Regions from separate parts of the Anas platyrhynchos genome. Here region 2 is linked to region 1. Evidence: chromatin contacts called from public Hi-C data. All regions are on one chromosome and are shown on one strand. The core of a region is the stretch at or near the end of the contact, and the rest is flanking DNA. Distances in the headings are between cores, read along the strand shown.

Evidence for each region. A called contact is a pair of places that touch in the nucleus more often than the background predicts.
Region 2: a Hi-C map of subcutaneous adipose tissue shows a contact between it and region 1, with 1.9 times the contacts expected there. The contact joins the enhancer-like site here to the promoter of SLC20A1 in region 1. A contact is called at or near these places in 3 of 8 Hi-C or Micro-C datasets (liver, skeletal muscle and subcutaneous adipose tissue).

Annotation. Positions count from the first base shown.
Region 1 is chr23:4,205,814-4,208,503 of IASCAAS_PekinDuck_T2T, reverse strand. SLC20A1 (solute carrier family 20 member 1) reads right to left here and starts at 1,352. Exons shown (of 11, transcript XM_038166933.2): 1 at 1,196-1,352; 2 at 416-1,004; 3 at 197-337; 4 at 26-111. The coding sequence starts at 758.
Region 2 is chr23:4,247,251-4,249,940 of IASCAAS_PekinDuck_T2T, reverse strand. It overlaps OGDH (oxoglutarate dehydrogenase), which reads right to left. Exons shown (of 23, transcript XM_038166865.2): 4 at 1,727-1,817. Among named protein-coding and RNA genes, the nearest start is that of OGDH, 14 kb to the right of the region's middle. Within about 2 kb of position 1,325, at least 1 of the 8 cell types and tissues checked has an H3K27ac peak or open chromatin away from gene starts, as enhancers often do. A contact at or near this core is called in subcutaneous adipose tissue, where this site is marked.

The DNA of each region.
Region 1 (2,690 bases), core at 103-2,602:
TCCCAACACACAGCTTCATCCTTACCTTATGAAGAATGAACCTACGGACAAGGAAGAACAGGATAGCAGACATGATGCCAGACAGGAGGGGTGAGATGAACCAGGACAACACTAGGAGAGAAGAGGTGTGATTAGAACCACACTGCACACAGAGGGGGTCGTGCTGTGTCTGGAGCCATCACCTCACTGCACTCACCGATTTTTAGCAGCTCAGACCACTTGACACCTTCCTGCCCTTTGGCCACCAAGGAAAAGCCGATCGTTGCTCCGACAATACAATGGGTACCCGAAATGGGAAGCTTCAAGAACGAAGCCACAAGCTGCCACACGGCCGATCCTGAAGGGCGAGAACAAGGCCGGTAAGGGAGCCATCGGCACGGGGCAGCACGGCACGGCGTGGATCACGGGCACTCACCGAACATGGCGCTGATGGAGCCGGCCATGAGCAGCTCCTGCGTGGAGTTGTACATCTCCACGTCGATCAGCCCCTTGCGGATGGTCTCGCTGACCTTGGCCCCCAGCAGGACGGAGCCCACCGTCTCGAAGATGCTGGCCAAGATGCACGCCTGCCGGAGCGTCACCACGCCCGAGCCCACCGCAGTCCCAAAGGAGTTGGCCACGTCGTTGGCACCCACGGAGAAGGCCAGCACGAAGGCGATGATGAAGCCCAGCACCAGCATCCAGAGGAAGCCGGTGAGCGGAGCCGGCACCGCGCCGCTCTCCGCCAGCGCCGTGACACCGCTGGGGACCGAATCCATGGCTGCAGCCAGCGGTTTGGGGACGGACAGGGATGGATGGGGGGGGGCTCGGGGCCGGGATGTAAACAGAGCGTGAGGTACGGAGGTGCGACAATAAATAAGGTACAAAATTAAATAGGCTGCGGGCGGGACGCGGGGCCGCTGCTATAGGGCGCGGGCGGCGGCGGCGGCTGCGGGGCGGCCGGGGGCGGTCAGGGCCGGGCCGGGCTCCATGGTGAGGGCTGGCGGGGGGGCGGCCTCTTCATCCTGCGGACAGCGGGAGCTGAGCGGGCGGCACCGGCACCGCGCGGCCACAACGGCCGCTCCCGCGCCGAAAAAAGCCCCGAAACCGACCGGAATCGCCCCAAAATCCCTCCCAGGTGCCCCCACGTCCTCCCAACCCCCCCCCCCCCCGAGCCCAGCCCACGGCCGCCGCCACCCCCCTGAGCCCCGCTCACCGACAGCGCCCAGGGGCCGGGCCGGGGCCGGTTCCGGGAGCACCGGGACGCGGGCACCGAACGCGCGCTGGGGACGCGCTGAGCTCGGCCCGGCCCCGCCGCCCCCTGGCGCTTTTACCCTCCCTGCCACGTGACCTCCGCGACTCCCGGCTTAACCCCGTGACGTCAGGAGCCTCCCGGCGCTCCCATTCGCCCGTTGGCCGCCGGGAGGGCGGGGCCGAGCCGCTATTGGCTGCCGGCAGCCAACGGCCGGGAGCCGCTGGGGAACTCTTGGCGCGCCGCTCGGCGGGCAGCGCGCGTTGCGCTCCACGTGGGCGCCGCCCGGTTCTGGCGCGGCCCCGACCCGGCACCGGCACCGGGCGCGATCCGGGCCCCGGGCACGGCACCGGGCACAGCCCCGGGCTTGCCCCAGCTCCGCCCGGCACCGCCGTGAGGCTCCCGTGCACGGGGCCCGCCGGGCACCAGCCCCCGGCCGCCCCGGGCCCGCCGTGTCCCCCCCCCCGGTGCTGGCTGTGGCCGCCCCCAGGAGCCCCCCGGGGTGCCCGGGGCTGGCCCCGACCCCCCCCCACCCGCTGCTTTGCCGTGGGGTGCGGGGCTCTGTGTGTGTGTGTGTGCACGTCCTTGCACGCCGCTGTTGCACGCTTCCTGCTTCCTCGTGCACGGGGACACGTGCGTGAGCGCTGTCCCGTTGCTCGGTGCCCCCCTCGAGGCCGTGCCCGGTGCCCCGCGGCTGCCCAGCGCTTCCCTTGTTCGGGCGACCCTTGCCCGGCAGGAACCGTGGCCCAGCGGGCAGAGCCGGCTGGGGGCAGCGGGTCAGCGCGGCGCAGGAAGCCAGGGTGTCCGGCCGGGGGACTGGCAGAGAGCCCACCCGTGTCCAGCACTTGGCTTGTGTGGGGCCAGGGCACGGGTCAGTGGCTCGGGGCTGGGCCGTCGCGAGCCATCGCCTTGTGGGGCCACCTCTGACGTGGGCCCGCTGCTGGCATCCGCTGGGGGAAGTGGCCTGGGTGCCCCCGCCCCGCTGACCCCGCGTCACAGGGCCAGAGTCCGGCCCGTGTCCCTGCCGGCCCCGTGTCCCTGCTGGCCCTGTGTCCCTGGCCACGTGCAGCACCGGGCGCATGCAGCTGTGCTGCAGCCCTGGGTGGGCTTGAGGGCAAGGGGAGATGGGTGCTGGGGTCTTCTTACCTCTCCTGGCTCCTGTGGTGGCAGGGGATAACCCCGCACCCTGACCCCATCCCTGTCCCCCATGGTCTCCCTTTTGTCCCAGGTGAGCATCTGCTGGAGAATCAGGTGGGAGCCTCTGGACAATGCTGTGGGGACCCAGGACTTGGGGCTCCCAATCCCATTTCCTCCTGGAAACAATTTCCAAGCACATGGCGAAGAAAAACCCAATGAAGAGTGGGCAGTGTGGACTTCCAACAGGGACACTGAGCTTAGCTGGCCTGACAGCCTGCACAGTGAGGTGGCTGGCTGGGTGGAAGAGGAGGGCAGCGGGTGT
Region 2 (2,690 bases), core at 76-2,575, 41 kb before region 1:
TTCAGCATCATTCAGCATCACTCAGCAGGCGTGACACTCGGTGACAAAAGCTACAGCCCAGAGACAAAACGGATCCGTGCAGACGCCTGCGGGTGTGCGCGCCTCCGCGGCAGGACTCGGGGAAAAGCCTCGGGCAGGTTTTAGGTTTTTTGTTCCTCTGAGTTTCTGCTTTGGCCAGACAGCCAGAGGGCCTGCTCATCCTAAAAGCCTCCCTTGCAGCACTGCTGCTGCTGGCAGACACGGGGACTTGTTCCCCCTCCTGCGGCCAGGTTCGCAGCACACATCCCCCCTCCTCTTCCCATCACAGCCCCAGGCACGGGGCTCGCTCCTGCCCTAGCCACCGGCTCCTGGTGCTCAGCCCCGCTTTGGCACCGTATCAGATCTCGGGGTGAAGCAGCTTCCCTTTATCCCAGCAGCTGGGATGACAAAATCCTAACCCTTCTCTACCACTCCCAGCTCCTAGGAAGAAAATTAACTCTATCCCAGCCCAAAGCAGGACGCACAGGGAATCCTGGACAAAATTCAGCAGGCACCCCAGCAGGACAAAAGTTGGTTTTGGGGAAGGTTCCTCCTCCCCGTCCACCCCCAGCCGGGTGCCAGGAGATCTGGACGGGTGCGTGCTCCCATGGGCTGCTGCGCTGTGCGGGTTAGTGATCGTTACCGCGGCTCTAGGCTAAGTTAGAAGCATGCCTCTAGGAGTGCTCGCAGCACCGGGGTAAAACCCCCGGAAAGCACCAGCGAGGTGAGAGAGCTCAGCTGCTGCGCCCCTGCTCCAGCTGGAAGAACGGCAGCGTGCTGCGGAGATCCCGACTGAGGTTAAGCGCTTTCAGATTAGGGTCCACGTCCTCGGCACCACACACACGCTCCCGCGCAGCACACGTGCGTCTTTCACTCAAGGCACCGGAATTTCCACCCCCTACTTGTGCGGGAACGCGTCCCAAAGCTTCCTTGTCATGATCACCGGCAGGTTCTCATCGCTCAGTCTTGGGAAAAGGGGCAAGGCACCGATCTAAAGGTGCTGCATGGGGCTGGGAGCAGGGGAAGGCAGGGGCACGCCGGGACGCTTCTCTTGGCAGCGTCAGCCCGGTGTGGATGAGCCCAGCCCCTGCTCCCCAGTGCTCAGCGCCTGCTGGCGGGGCCCTACGAGAGCAGCAAGAGGTGCCAAGGCACCGGAGCTCGCGCTCTCCCCGGCACAAAACCTCTTGGCTGCTTGCCATTTCCAGAAGATGTGCTGGCTTCCCCCACGGGATGAGTTAATCCCGTTGCAAGGCGAGGAAACTCGCTGTGCTGGGAGGAGAAACAGCACGCTGGCTGGGACAGCCGGAGGGGGGCAGAGCTGCTCCGCCGCTGCGCGCTCCAGGAGTAAATTTGGAGTGATCATCACGAAGGAAACCTAAGAGCTTCCCTCTGCACGGGTGAAGCGCTCTACCTACGAAGCTGTGAAAGAGAGAGGAGCTCAAGCAATGCAGCACTGACTGCTGTCAAAGCCCTCACCCAGTTTGTCTGTGGATGAGATAATATCGGCCGGAACGGACGAGTCCAGGTCCGCATCCAAGATGCCCAGTGGGTCGAGTTGTGCTACATGATGCCCTCGAATCTATGAAATGGGCCAGGAGTGGACAGGAGAACAGATACCAAGAGGGACAGGAGAAAGGGAGAAAAACAAAAGAGGGGAGGGGTAAAAAAGTTAAATTACATTAGAATTAATTTGCAGAGCAATTCTCACCGACGTTTGGAGAAACAGTTACTGGTGCATCATCAAAATTTACACAACTAATGCCGAGAGGATCAAGCTTTGCAATGTGATGGCCCCTGACCTGGAAGCAACAACACAGATTAGTCATTAAAACAAGTTAGTTCAAGAAGCATTCCTTAACAGAGAAAATTCAAGAGAGTCATGCAGTTTCCCCTTTACATATTCCGCAGAGCTGCCGGACAGGAGGGACCCGGCTGCTCTCACAGCACGCCTGGCGCAGCTCTGCCATGGCACAGCTAACAGCTCCATCCATGGCTCCCAACGAAGCCTGGAGAAGCTGCTCAGCGCAGCTCTGTGCGTGGGGAAGAACCCCAGAGCACCCTGCACCAGGTACGGGTGCCACCCACCCAACCCCTCTCCGATTTCTGGGGGCCCCTCCGGAGCAGAGACCTTCCCGAGCACGAGCCCGAGGGCTGCCTGACTTCCCAGAGCTCATCTGACTTCCACCCCAAGCACCTCCTGGTGACAACAGTGACAACTCCACACTGCTCCTTTCCTTTTAAGCCTCAGGGCAATTTAAGAGCCAGTTTTCCTGATTCTGACTGATCTGTGCCCAACTGGCTCTCACGCCAGCATGGCACAGACGACACCAGCCTTGCCACCACCAGCGGTAACTCCAGCGAGGCAGAGGCACGTTATTTAGGAACATCTGCCTGCGCTATTAGGGGACTGCATCTCACAGCATCCTTTCTGGGAGAGAAGTCTGCAGCAAGGCCAAGGCGCAGGACGTGGAGCGCTCAGGCTGCTGCTGTAGGAAGAGCAGGGGCAGCAATATTGAAGGGCTCTGGCACTACAGGAGCACCGGCGGCTCCAGGAGGCATCTCGCTGGGTTTGTGTCTGCATCAGGAGCCACAGAGAGCAACGAGAAGCAATTCGTTAACTCAAGAGTTCCTTCAGGGCAGGACGGTCAGTCCGTGCACGCTGCCACCACGGA